Linked DNA regions of Mus musculus: regions 1 and 3 are each linked to region 2. The links are chromatin contacts, called in public Hi-C and HiChIP or PLAC-seq maps. All regions are on one chromosome and are shown on one strand. Each heading gives the region's core, a stretch centred on a gene start, on an enhancer-like site or on the middle of the called end of the contact. The rest is flanking DNA. Distances are from core to core; before and after follow the strand shown. Region 1 overlaps Gm33224 (a long non-coding RNA gene). Region 2 overlaps Gpa33 (glycoprotein A33 (transmembrane)). Region 3 has its middle 16 kb from the start of Gm39693.

The links. A called contact is a pair of places that touch in the nucleus more often than the background predicts. HiChIP or PLAC-seq counts read pairs in DNA pulled down with a chosen protein or histone mark.
Region 1: an H3K4me3 HiChIP or PLAC-seq map of the SCID.adh cell line shows a contact between it and region 2, with 23 read pairs. The contact joins two enhancer-like sites. A contact is called at or near these places in 2 of 39 promoter capture datasets (3T3-L1-derived adipocytes and hematopoietic stem and progenitor cells), 2 of 15 datasets of contacts at CTCF or cohesin (the NIH/3T3 cell line and embryonic stem cells), 38 of 484 Hi-C or Micro-C datasets (the AML12 cell line, B cells, the C2C12 cell line and 18 more), 22 of 115 datasets of contacts at active chromatin or transcription factors (the HPC-7 cell line, the NIH/3T3 cell line, the SCID.adh cell line and 11 more) and 3 of 9 other capture datasets (embryonic stem cells, embryonic tail and embryonic trunk).
Region 3: a contact with region 2 is called in a Hi-C map of the G1E-ER4 cell line, with 5 times the contacts expected there. The contact joins two enhancer-like sites. A contact is called at or near these places in 1 of 15 datasets of contacts at CTCF or cohesin (embryonic stem cells), 24 of 484 Hi-C or Micro-C datasets (the AML12 cell line, the G1E-ER4 cell line, bone marrow-derived dendritic cells and 9 more), 3 of 115 datasets of contacts at active chromatin or transcription factors (embryonic stem cells and forebrain) and 1 of 9 other capture datasets (embryonic stem cells).

What each region holds. Positions count from the first base shown.
Region 1 is chr1:166,042,006-166,045,991 of GRCm38.p6, reverse strand. It overlaps Gm33224 (a long non-coding RNA gene), which reads left to right. Exons shown (of 3, transcript XR_865710.2): 3 at 1-540. It also overlaps the pseudogene Gm7626. Among named protein-coding and RNA genes, the nearest start is that of Gm33224, 5.1 kb to the left of the region's middle. Within about 2 kb of position 1,656, at least 122 of the 459 cell types and tissues checked have an H3K27ac peak or open chromatin away from gene starts, as enhancers often do. A contact at or near this core is called in the G1E-ER4 cell line, the SCID.adh cell line and pancreatic cancer cells, where this site is marked.
Region 2 is chr1:166,151,726-166,155,664 of GRCm38.p6, reverse strand. It overlaps Gpa33 (glycoprotein A33 (transmembrane)), which reads right to left. Exons shown (of 7, transcript NM_021610.2): 3 at 2,881-3,097. Among named protein-coding and RNA genes, the nearest start is that of Gpa33, 23 kb to the right of the region's middle. Within about 2 kb of position 2,089, at least 31 of the 459 cell types and tissues checked have an H3K27ac peak or open chromatin away from gene starts, as enhancers often do. A contact at or near this core is called in the G1E-ER4 cell line, the SCID.adh cell line and pancreatic cancer cells, where this site is marked.
Region 3 is chr1:166,063,299-166,067,481 of GRCm38.p6, reverse strand. No RefSeq gene overlaps it. Among named protein-coding and RNA genes, the nearest start is that of Gm39693, 16 kb to the right of the region's middle. Within about 2 kb of position 2,496, at least 9 of the 459 cell types and tissues checked have an H3K27ac peak or open chromatin away from gene starts, as enhancers often do. A contact at or near this core is called in the G1E-ER4 cell line, where this site is marked.

The sequences.
Region 1 (3,986 bases), core at 407-2,906, 110 kb after region 2:
AAAACTACTCTGGAGAAAGGACAAACTTGTAGGGAAATTGGCAAGTGTTCTTGTTAGTTTTAATCACCAGTGCTGTGTGCATTTTGGCTGTCAGAGTCTCATATCCAGCCACAGCTTTCCTAAATCCCACGGCACATTCCATCCTGCCTAGCCCAGGGCCTGGGCCCCATTCTCAGCAGGAGCTCCCTCCCACCAGACTCCTCTTGCTCCTTCGGTTAGAGCCTCAGCAGCGGGGCAGCGTGCTGTCTGTCTTTAATTGGCTGCAAGGAAGAAGGAGGTGGGGGGCTGGGGAAAAGAAAGGTTATGTAGTGTCCAAGTCTGTGCAGCTTGGGGTCCGCTAGGATGGCTGCTCTCCGGAAAGCTTCCAGAAAGTGCAGATTGGGGACTTAGAAGTGGGGCTTTTATAAACTGCACTTCTCCAACCCCCTGAAAGAAGGAGAGAGGGGGAGCTCACAGGCTGCGCTCTCTGAGAAGGCTGGATTTGGGGATGACTAATACAATTACCCCTTTGGAATTTAGCTTAAGAGATGAAAGAACTAGGCCAGAGGTAACAGTTAAAACTCCCACCCATCCTGCCCTTCCCTCTCCTGCTCAAGAGTTAGAAAAGGAACTGGGGATGGGGGGAGGAGGGGAGAGAGGGAAGGGGAAATGGAAATGGAAAGGGCACCTGCACTGCCAGTGGGTCGTCCTCTGATGTGATGTGGCCAGAGAGCATGATGGGGTGTGAGTTTCGATCCCCTGGATGTATACCTACGAGATGGATCGACTGACGCTGGATTGCAAGCATTTGGTTCCAGAGGAAAGCAAAGTCAGTGAATGGCAAGAAGAGAGGTCACTGCCCCTGGCTTGCTCAGGCCTAACAAGACTACTGAGAGAAGCCACCAAAATCTGCCCAAGCAGATGGCCCGTCCCTGGTGTGTCACGGTTTAGACTGTGCTGTGTTTCCTAGATTGTTAGACTCTGCTGTATTTCCGAGGCTGCATCCTCCCAAGGCCATTGGCCATGCACCTCATTAGAAGGCCAAGAGCAATGAATTTCATTCAAGCCTGTCCATCAGCCCATTCTGTGCCCCCTTTAACCTTCCTCAGCTGCATCCAAGAGTCCCTTCCAGGAAAATGACAGCTGGCTAGGGTCATGGAGGAGGCTGACCTGAACAACCCCCCACGCCCCCCAAATGGGACTTTTTCAGATCTTAGAGAGAAACCACCACAACCAAGAGAAGCCAAGGAGATGTAGCAACTAAACACAGCATGCTGGAACAGGGAGGGACCTGGGGCAGCAAAGGCTACGCTGGGAAAACAGGAAACCCAAAGAGATCGTGGGGAGAGTGTGGACTTTTATTAATAAAAATGTATTAGAACTGGGTCATTCATTGTGGCAAATGTAAAATGTCAACTAGAGGGGAAATTGGGCCGGCGTAGGGAAACTCAACAGTGCTTTCAGTTATTTCCTATCAATCTAAAAGATCCTGAAAGAAACCGTTTTAAAAAATGTGAAGTATTAATAGTGTAGATTAAAAAATGAAGACTTTTTTTCTGGGGAGGGCCACATTAAGGATGCTGTCACTGAAAAATGATATAGGTGCCAGCTAGATAGCTCAGTGGGTAGAAGTGTTTGCCACCAAGGCAGACGACCTTCGTCTGATCTCTGGGGCTCACACAAGCTTGCTCATGGTCTGAGTATGTAATCTCCCCACCCCCACCCCACCCCCTTACATATACACGAAGTAAATGTAATGTTTTGAGATTAAATTATATTTTATTTGTAAGAAGCAAGGTTGAGATGCTGTTTCAGTGATAATTTTCATTAATTCACTCACTGAACCATTCAACTGTGGGCGTTTGGTTTGTGTGTGCTTGGACCAGGGTTTTATGCTGAGAGTATGTGGGAGACAAAAGCTGCATCCTACAGGCAGGAAGCAGCTGGTGGCTGATGGCGAGCTGACTCACGAGCCCACAGTTGCCTTTGTTTTGTTTTGTTGTGCCAGGGAATGAAGCTGGGGCCTTGGACATGCTATGTACTAGGTAAACACTTGCTAAGTCACAAACCTATCCCACAAGCCTGACACAGTTACTGGGTGGGGGATGGGAGACATTAAACCCAGAGTGTAGTGATGACACAGAGGAGGAAACACCCTGCTACTGATTAATCAGTGCTGCACTGTGCAGTATCTTAAGTTGACAGTGTAAGGTTGAGAGTATAAACCTTGGAGTGGGACAATACTGATGATAAAAGTAACACAGAAGGGGCGGGGCGGAGCGCAGCCGCGCTAGCTAATTGAGCCTGAAGCAGCCGCGGGGATGGACGTGTTTCTTATGATCCCGCGCAAGACCACCATCTTTAAGAACATTAAGGAAGCTAGAGCACCCTGTTGGAACTGGAGCGCATCTCCTCGAGGGCATCCTCAAGCGGCCGCCAGAGGAGCAGCGACTTTACAAGGACGACCAGCTTCTTGATGATGGAAAAACTCCGAGTGTGGCTTCACTAGTTAGACAGCATGGCCACAGGCGCCAGCCACAGTGGACCTGGCCTTCCGAGCAGATGACACCTTCGAAGCTCCGCGCGTCAAGCCCTTCTCAGCCCTCCAGAGCTTCCAGATGTGATGAAGCCACAGGATTCTGGAGATGGTGCCAATGAGCGAGCTGTGCAGTGAGGGCCCCAGGTCCGCCCCTAGAGACCCATTCCCCCAATTAAAAAAAAAAAATTGGCTGTCTAAAAGAAATAAAAAGGGAACACAGTGCCAAGCTCAGGGTCAATTGGCTTCTAGTAGAATGAAGTCTTGTTGGGGAACAAGGACTACTGCATGCACGTGTGTCCATTGTTCTATCTAGTCTTCCCATACAGTCTAAGGAGCAGACACTGCCATCTTCTGCCGTTTTGGGGGTGAAGGTATGGGGATACTGACACTTTACTCATAGAAACCAGTTAACGTCAGGGCCAGGACAGAACCTAGCTCATCTCCAGAGTCTGTGCCTTGAACTTCTCTGAGTTCTCTGCCCTGAATGCCTCCTGAAGGTTGAGTATGAACCAGCAGGTGAAGTGGTCATAATAAGTCTTATTTGATAGGCTAGACCTCAGCAAATGTCCTTTCGATATAAGTTTGAGGTCAGAACTTGGTAAAATGAATTGATTAAGGGGCCCAGGAAAGGCAGCTCTAGTGCCTACACTACAGATTCTATACTGAACAGAGTTCAGTAGAAACCGTCTCACTGTATTTGGGTGTCTATGACAAAATACCCTAGGCTGGACACTTTCCTTCCACAGTTCTAGAGGCTGTGAGGTCCAAGAAGAGATTGCTGGTAGATCTGCCGTCTGTCGAGGGCTCTCTTTCTTTCTAGCTTTCTTCACATGGTGGAGAGCAGAGAGAAGAGGTGAGCCTTCTTAGATCTCTTCCTAGAAGGGCACGAATCCTTTTCCTGAAGGTTCCACTCTCATGATCCAAGTTCTTCTCAAAGTCCTCATGATACCATCATACCAGGAGTTAGGTTTCAACACATAAATGGGTACAGCACAAATATCTATAGCAGTCCATCTTTGCTTCCTCACCCCAAATTCATATCTTCTTTATGTAGAAAATACACTTTTATATCATCCCAGTGATTTCAGTATCACCTCTATAGTCTTATGTCTCATCTAAATATCATTTTAATCAGGCATATGGATAATATTTGTGATGCAATTCATTCTGAGAGACAAAATTCTTCTCTAACTGTGAACATGTCAAATCAAAGAAGTTGGTGTTTCTCAAACACCAGTGGTTGAATGGGTTGGCAAGACTTTATCACTCTGAAGGGGTCAACCCTAAATATTAAAAAAAAAAAAAAAAAAAAAAAAAAAGCTGATTAGTCCTAAGAAATTCAGACATGCCAGGCAAATCCTATGAAATTTTGGTTTTGGTTTGGTTTTCAAGACATGGTTTCTCTATGCAGCCTTGGCTGTCCTGGAACTCACTCTGTAGACCAGGCTGGCCTTGAACTCAGAGATCC
Region 2 (3,939 bases), core at 840-3,339:
TCCATGAGACTCCAGGAAGCATCGTTAGGGGCGAGGAAGGGAGAGCACTTGGTGGAGGAAGTTGTCTCTGAGGTCCTCCGACCCTTCTACCTTTGTCACATGCCATTTTGGATGGCTTGCATGCCCAGTTCAGGCACATGGTCACCCATCTTGAGGGTTAATGCCAGTCTTAACCCACCTGGAAGTTGTCAGAGGAATTGTCCCCGACTCCTCTCTTCCACTCCAGCAGCTGCATAATTTCTTCTTGGAAATAAGCAGGCTATTATTAAGAGTGCCTTGCATCTGCTGACACAGCTGGGCCAGCCAGGTATGGGGCGGATGGTAACCACCAACCACGGGGACACATTAGAGGCACTCCCGAATCGCCAAACAAAACCCTAGCTCCTGAGGATCAAAGGCCAGCCTGCAGGAGCAGGTGAGCAGAACACCTGCCAGAGGTTGGCTACTTAGGCTCCTGCAGCATCCTGCCCGCCCGCCCGGGAGTTAGCAGACCTGAGACTGGCGGTGAAGGGGAGGCGAACCTACCCTCTGAGCATTCCTTCCTGCTGTGGTTCTCTCTCCCTCCTGGGCCGCACACCAGAACCTTGCAGGGCCCTTACCTAGCCAACCTCACTCTCAGGCATGCCTTTAGCAGGAGGCGCAGCGGCAAACTCCCATACACTCATTAGACTAAGTGGTGGAATAGCAGAGGGACACCACCCACCCCCCAAGCTAGTTTTTGGTTGGTTGGTTGGTTGGTTGGTTGGTTGGTTGGTTGGTTGGTCGGGGCGGGGTGGAGTTGTCGGATACAGACAGAAGTGGGAAGGAAAGTGCCAGAGACCAACTGCTGAGGCGTAAAAGGCAAAGGCGCCTGTTTGGAAAACTAGCACCTGCTTCATCCACTCCTTGGGTGTGGTCTGAACAGGAACTCCAGAAACTGCCCGCCAGGGTGATGGCCAGCAAGAGAGATATGCTTTCAAGAGGACTGAGTCGAGATCTTTCGCTCCAGGCCCTTGACCACAGGCTCTAAACTTCCTGCGGGCCCTGTGCCAGGCACACCCGGGCCCTCTCTCTCCAGATCTTCAGCGCCCCAATCACAAACAGCCGGGATCTCGAGTTAGATCTAGTTTAAAGAGCCCGCGGGCGGGAGCCAAGAGGACTGGCGAGGGAGCAGAAACTCACAAGGGAGAGGGTCTTGTTCTCACGTGGCCTGTTTTACAAACAGAAGGTTACCTGAGTAATTACTGAGGGAGAGGCCATGGAGGGTGGGAGGGGATGTGTTAGGCTTCAAAGCCTCTCAGATGCCGTCTGTTCCCTTTGAAGACGTCAGGGGGCGCCAGAGGCCAGGACAAGGATTTAACACCTGCCGCACAGGCTGCTGAGTCTTCTGACTTAGGGGCTTCCTGCAGGTGAGCTAGACAAGGCTAGCTCCCCGGGGCTAAGGTCGGAGTTTCCTGCTAGCCTCCCCAGAATGAGCCGCCCCGTATAATTAAAGTCATTCTCTTGTAAAAATTATCTAGTTATATAGACACCGAGAAAGAAAACTTTTCACAAAGAATATTGCTGGGTTTATTAACATGTAATTTTTTTTAAAGCAAGAGGTTAGTTTCAACGAATTCCATACTCTCATATTAAACGTGTAGCCTTAACTCTTCGGGTTAATCTGATTGTCTTTAAAAGTAGGTGGTCCTTGATGTACGGGCCGGAGTTTGGTTGGAGGACCAGCAGAATCAGGTTTCAGATTTACACCGATTCTTGCCATTTGTTTGAAATCCTCTGTCAAAAAAGGCAGGCCAGGTATTTAAAGAACCCAAATGTTATACAAGTCTGTGTATATATAATCCTCATATGTATATATAACTTATGATTTTTATTCATACCTCTACACAAAGTGAGATAAAGGGGTATATTGTAGTATTGCTTGTTCAAACAAGAGCTAAAAAAAAGCGTTGAAACCTGAGGTGTTCACGGTGCGCTGTCAAGAAGCAACTTGCTAAGTGCTTTATAATATCTCACGTCTTCACAGGAAAGAGCAAAGTGTCTGAGTGTGTGGTGTGCGTTGGGAGAACGCCGGGCGAAGTCTAAGACGCCTGCCTGCATTACCACTGGTTGCCACATGGTGGCGGGGTGGAAGAGGTCTTGCCTATTCTTTAGGCAGCATTAGTTGATAACCGCAGTGTAGTCTGACACGCTATAAGGCTTTCTATGAGTCCAACAACTACCACATACAATTTAAAAGAGCTTCTGCCAAGTAGTGTAAAGGAAAAAGAGGAAAAAGGATCCTCTGTTTTGATGCACAGAGATGCTACCTCCCAGAAGTGGGGCCTTGCTCACACTGCACATAGACTAGATTCTCATTAAAGCAATCCCAGTAACTGGTTTGAGGCAATTACTTCCTGTGGGCCTCACCTACTCAGAAATTAAAGCAGATGAGTTTCCTCGCCTCTCCAAAACTATAAATTCCAACAAATTCTCCTGTGAAAAGGATGCTATCCTGGGACATACTTCCCATTGGTTGGCGACTGTGCCTTTGTTAGAGGAAGGGTGGAAAAACTGGTGTGGAACAGAGTTGAGAGCAGGGAAAGAGTCACCTATGGGGGTCACGATTGGCCCTGTGAGTGCCACACAAGATGAGAACCCGTGTATTGCTTGGGGGATCCCCTTCACTTCTTTTCAGTAATGAGTTTGGAAGGGGAAAGAAGAGTTGGTATGGAGGGCAACGAGCAACGGGAGCAAGGGGTGACTCCAAAGCCACACCTCTGCCCTCAGAAACACCCTGCTAGCCACCGAGAACCCCCGGAGAGCATTTGAGAGACAGAGGGAGAGACAGAACCATGGCTCTGCTGCTGACAGCGCCTCTCTGCCCACCCTCCTCCCACAGGAAAAGACAGAGACACTCACCAAGGACCAAGAGGCGGACTCGAGACTTGGCGTTGACATCCTGGTCCGACATCAGTGACACGGAGCACTCGTAGGTGCCATTGTCGTCCATGGTCAGCTGGTCGATGGTGATAGAGGCATTTGACAACTCAGCATCGTTAGATACTCTCACTCGATTCTCATAACGGTTCCCATAGATGTATTTCTTTGTCACAAAATTCCAGGTGACCACTCTTTCCTGAGAGAAAGAGGAAATGTCTGTCAGGACCTGGTGTAGACCTGCCCTGACTCAATCTTCGTCCCCCAGAGCAAACCAACAACATGTCAAACAGAAGGGCAGTACCTGCTGGTAGATTCCTCTTGTTATCTAGCTAGATAACTTTAGACTTTTAAAGATTTGCTTTTGAGCTTTAGGGACTGGGGTTGTAGTTTAGCTGGTAGTACTTGCCTACCACACGTAAAGGCCTGGATTTGATCCCAGTGCCGTGTAAACTTGGTGTTGCGGCGCGTGCCGATCATCCCAGCATTCCAGAGGTGAAGGGAGGGAAAAGTTCAAAGTCGTCCTTGGCTATGTAGCAAGTTCTAAGCCAATCTGGGAGGCATGACACACTGACTCAAAGGAAAAGCACAAAACAGCACCGAGGCACACACCCTGGGAGACCAGTGTGCACAGAAGCACACACCCTGGAATACCGGTGTGTAAATGAGGCTGGCTCGGATCCCAGCACTCACATTTGTGACCAGCCTCTCTCTCCTTGGTTCCCTCTCAGCCCATGGTTTATTCTCACCCATCCCTTCCTTCATCCAACACCCACAGTGCACCACCATAAGCCAGGTACCACACTAGTTAACCACTGAGTTCCAGCTCACTTGGTTCTGACTATTGCCCTTGGAAGTTGTTTATTTATTTATTCGTTGGTGTTGACGAGGCAGCACATTAACAGCTTAGACCACAGGCACAGACCAGGCTGCCTCAGTCAAATCCTCACCCTGCTGCTAGCTGAATGGCCTTGGCCGCTCTGAGACTCTCTTTTCTCACTACAAAATGGAGATGTTGATGATAATACATCTCCTAAGATT
Region 3 (4,183 bases), core at 1,247-3,746, 89 kb after region 2:
ATAATTCCTTGATGCCTACAAAACCAGTGGGTGACTCCTACACATTACCACGTCCAGCCACAGCACGAGGTACAGCTTTGGCTCTCTCTGGAACACAGCCTCTGTGCTCTCAGAAAATACTTCCCAGAAGATTTCACCTCAGTAATGTTGGTCTCTTCTTGTTTTTGTTTTTGTTTTTGTTTTGTTTTTGTTTTTGTTTTTTGTTTTGGTTTTTCGAGACAGGGTTTCTCTGTATAGCCCTGGCTGTCCTGGAACTCACTCTGTAGACCAGGCTGGCCTCGAACTCAGAAATTCGACTGCCTCTGCCTCCCAAGTGCTGGGATTAAAGGCGTGCGCCACCACGCCCGGTTGTTGGTCTCTTAATCATCACTAATTTCTTAGCTCCAGCTAACCAGCATCAATAGTCCCAGTAACATGTTCTATTCTGGACTCTAAAGTCAGAGCCATGTGGCCAAAGCTGCCATGTTCTCCTGCTTGCTGGGGCTGGAACATGGCCCCCTTGTTCTATTACATTATCACCAGCTTCCTGTTTTCCAACTCCTTCACTGCCTAAGTGTGGCTGTTCTGAACTTGCTCCATTGACTGACTTTGAACTCAAGAGATCTGCATGCCTGTCTCATAACCACTGGGATTAAAAGTGTGGTTCACTAAACCTGGATTTAAGTTTTTATTCACCTAGAACTTTTTCTGTTCTAGACTGGCCTTGAACTCAGAAATCTGCTTGTCTTTGCCTCCTGGAATTAAAGGCTTCTACTACCAAACCTGGACCTAAACTTAGCTGGGTGGGATCTAGCCCCAAGGGCACTACTCCCTTAATTCAATTTAATGTCCTTTAACCCAGGATTCAGCTCCATTTCACTTTCTAGTTTACCTTTAATACTCAAACCATATATATTTATATTTTTCCTCTCCAAGCTTGTTGCACTTGTTCAAAATGCTCTTCATGAGACTTTACCAGAGAACAAAGTCTCCGCTGGGTGTTTTTGAGATTTCTTTTGTCAATGTAATTAATATAAACCTCTTTATGTTAGTCTCAGCTAGACTCTTCATACAAGTGCAAAAAGCAGCCACATTCTTCACCAAAATCCCACAAAAGCAATCGCTAGGTCACATATTGAAACTTCTTGGGCCAGGTCTGCACCGTTCAAATCACTCTCATCAACAAAGTCTTTCATATTCCTACTAGGATGGTCCATTAAGCCCCAGTTAAAGCATTACTGCTTTCCAAATCCAAAGTCCTAAAATCCACATTCTTCCAAACAAATGCATGGTCAGGCCTATCACAGTAATACCCTTGTCCTTGGTACCAACTTCTGTCTCCATTAGGGTTTTACTGCTGTGAATAGACACTATGACCAAGGCAAGTCTTATAAAGGACAACATTTAATTGGGGTTGGCTTACAGGTTCAAAGGTTCAGTCCATTATCATCAAGGTGGGAGCATGGCAGCATCCAGGCAGGCATGGTGCAGGAGGAGCTGAGAGTTCTACATCTTCATCTGAAGGCTGCTAGTGAAAGACTGACTTCCAGGCAGCTCCCTGGGCCAAGCATATATAAACCATCACTCTCTCTCTCCTCAAGAGTTTTCTAATTTTTTAAAATTATTGTTTGGGAAGTCTTAATATATTTAGTTCAGTACGTAAGATGCTTGCCTGCCATGCAGAAGGCTTTAGTTTCAGCCCCCAGTACCTGCATAAACCAGGTTTGGTGGCACAGGCCTGTCATCTCAGAACTGAACCAGTAGAGGTAGGGGAATGCAAGGTCCTCCGCAGATACATTATGAATTGGAGGCCAGCCTGACGATACATCAGATCTCACCACAAAAGAATAAAACAAAGCATCCTTGTAGGCCATCACTATAACAAGGAGCATCCTGACGTGTAAAAGTCCCCCTGTGTCTTCCTTCTCAGAGCCTGTTTTTCCCTGGTTACCACGCCCACTTCATACTTTTGTCCAGTCAGTTATTCACAAATGTCTTCGTCTTTAATTTGGCTTCAAAGAGGTCGAGAAGACAAGAAGGAAGGAGTTGGAGCTCTTGGCTTTTCTGAATCTTTTGAAAATCTCCCCTGGCAGGAGTGAAGACTCACGGCGCGTTGTGGTGGGTGCAGCAACCATGGCTAGAACTCTCTGGGCTTCTGTGATCAGAATCGGCAGTCAGTGATTATGAGCCGAGATCCAAGAGATGGGAAGGCAAGAGCCTTTTTTCCTTCTGAGCCTCAGACCAGGTAGACACCATTTGCTGCAGGGGCACATTCAAAGCTGCCTGCCGCCGGGCTGGGAGGTGGGGGATGGTAGCAGCTTCTGAGCTAAGAGCTGAAATTGAGCAAAATTGACTGCAATTTAATGTTCAAGCCTCCCCTTCAACGCACTCCAGACTTTCCAAATAGTTTCATAGGACAGACTCTTCCAGAGTAATTGTTGTCTGGGTGAGGACACAGACTCCCGACTTGCCAGCTTCCCAGAATTCTCTCTCTACTTCCGGTCATTATGTGTTTTGTTGAAAACTATTCCCACTCAGCTCATTTATTCATTTCCTTACTCTGCCTTCACACGACAAAGGCAGATGTGAGGGATTTTGACCCAGGCTGAATGCACAGCCAAGCCAAAATGGTTACTAGTTGGCTTTTTACGATCTCCTTCTCCTTTTTCTTTGTTTTTATTTTATGCGTTAGTCCTGGCCTGTGTATATAAATATGTACCGAGTACATGCCTGGGACCTGTGAAATTTAGAAGATGTCAGGTTCTGAAGCTCTGAGCTGTTAGAAGCCCCTGTGTGAGTGCTGGGAACCAAACCCCGGTCCTCTGCAGGACTAGTGAATGAATGCTCCTAACCGCTGAGCCACCGGTCCAGTCCCTACTTAGAAAATAACTTTGCCAATAACCACAGAGAAATGGGGCATAAATATTATGACAGTTAATAAGTAGAACATCTATTTTTCAAAGAAATATAAATTAAAGCTATAAAATACAGTGCGCATTTGCATATGTGTGTGCCTGCCAATACTACAATTCCAAAGGACAAAATGTAAAATGTGTATTCATTTTAAAGATAAATTGCTGGATGAAGTTATCCATGACTGCAGTGGGTTGATTTAGCTCTACGTCTGTGTCCCTATATTCTTCTTTGGCAAGTTACTGTAGAATTATGGCATATGAAAAGAATAATTTATAGAATAAACTTTTTTGTGTTTACTCTGTGGGTATATTATGTTCCCAATTCATTACTAGTCACCTAAGAAGCTGTCCCAAAAAGCTTCGACCAAAACATTCTAAGGTTAACTCAGAAGTAGACAATCGCAATAACCAAAGAATATTTACTCTGGGAGTAGGTTAAGACCATGTGTCAAGGCAAAGTCCCTGATACTGAAGGGGCATGTAGAAGTTCTCCTTACTCAACCAGGAGAGATAGGGTCCTTATCTTGGGTGCAGAGTCAAACTGTGGGGACATATATGATACCCATCTTGACTGAATAAACAAAGGTTGGAGCAACCTCTCATTTTTCTCTCAGAGGAACACAAGGAGTGTGCTCCTTCTTCTCCATAGCCCCTGGCCTCTGAATTAAAATATGTAACAATAATTCATTCATTCATTCATTCGGAATGCATTTTATTTTAAATCACAAGGTAAGGTTGGTGAGATGGCTCAGGGAATAAAGACACCTGCTACCAAACCCGTCAATTTGAGTTCAATCCCAGGGCAGGACAAATGCGCGCGCACACACACACTGAACATACTGAATATATATGTATATGTATACACACACACACACACACACATATATATATATATATATACACACACACACACACTGAACATACTGAATACACACACACACACACACACACACACACACATACACGTTTAAAAAAAAGAGTCAAAGACAAGTTGACAGTGGTGGTGCATACCTGTGAGTAGTCAGAAAGCTAAAACAGGCTTTTGAGGGCAGTCTGGGCTCCATTTTTGGAGGGCCTGTCAGAGAAAGGGGGCGGGGAGAAGAAGGAGGGAGACAAGGAGCAAAATGCAGGGACCGAAAAGCCCTGCTTTATCCTTCACTTTCCTAGGTAAAAACTAGGTAAGAGGAAGTTCCAGGGCCCTTGATCAGTAATGCAACCCTCTGTCCCCTCACCACAAACCCGAGGATTTTTTTTCCAGTGGAAGCATTGTAACGGCAGCTGTTGTGAGC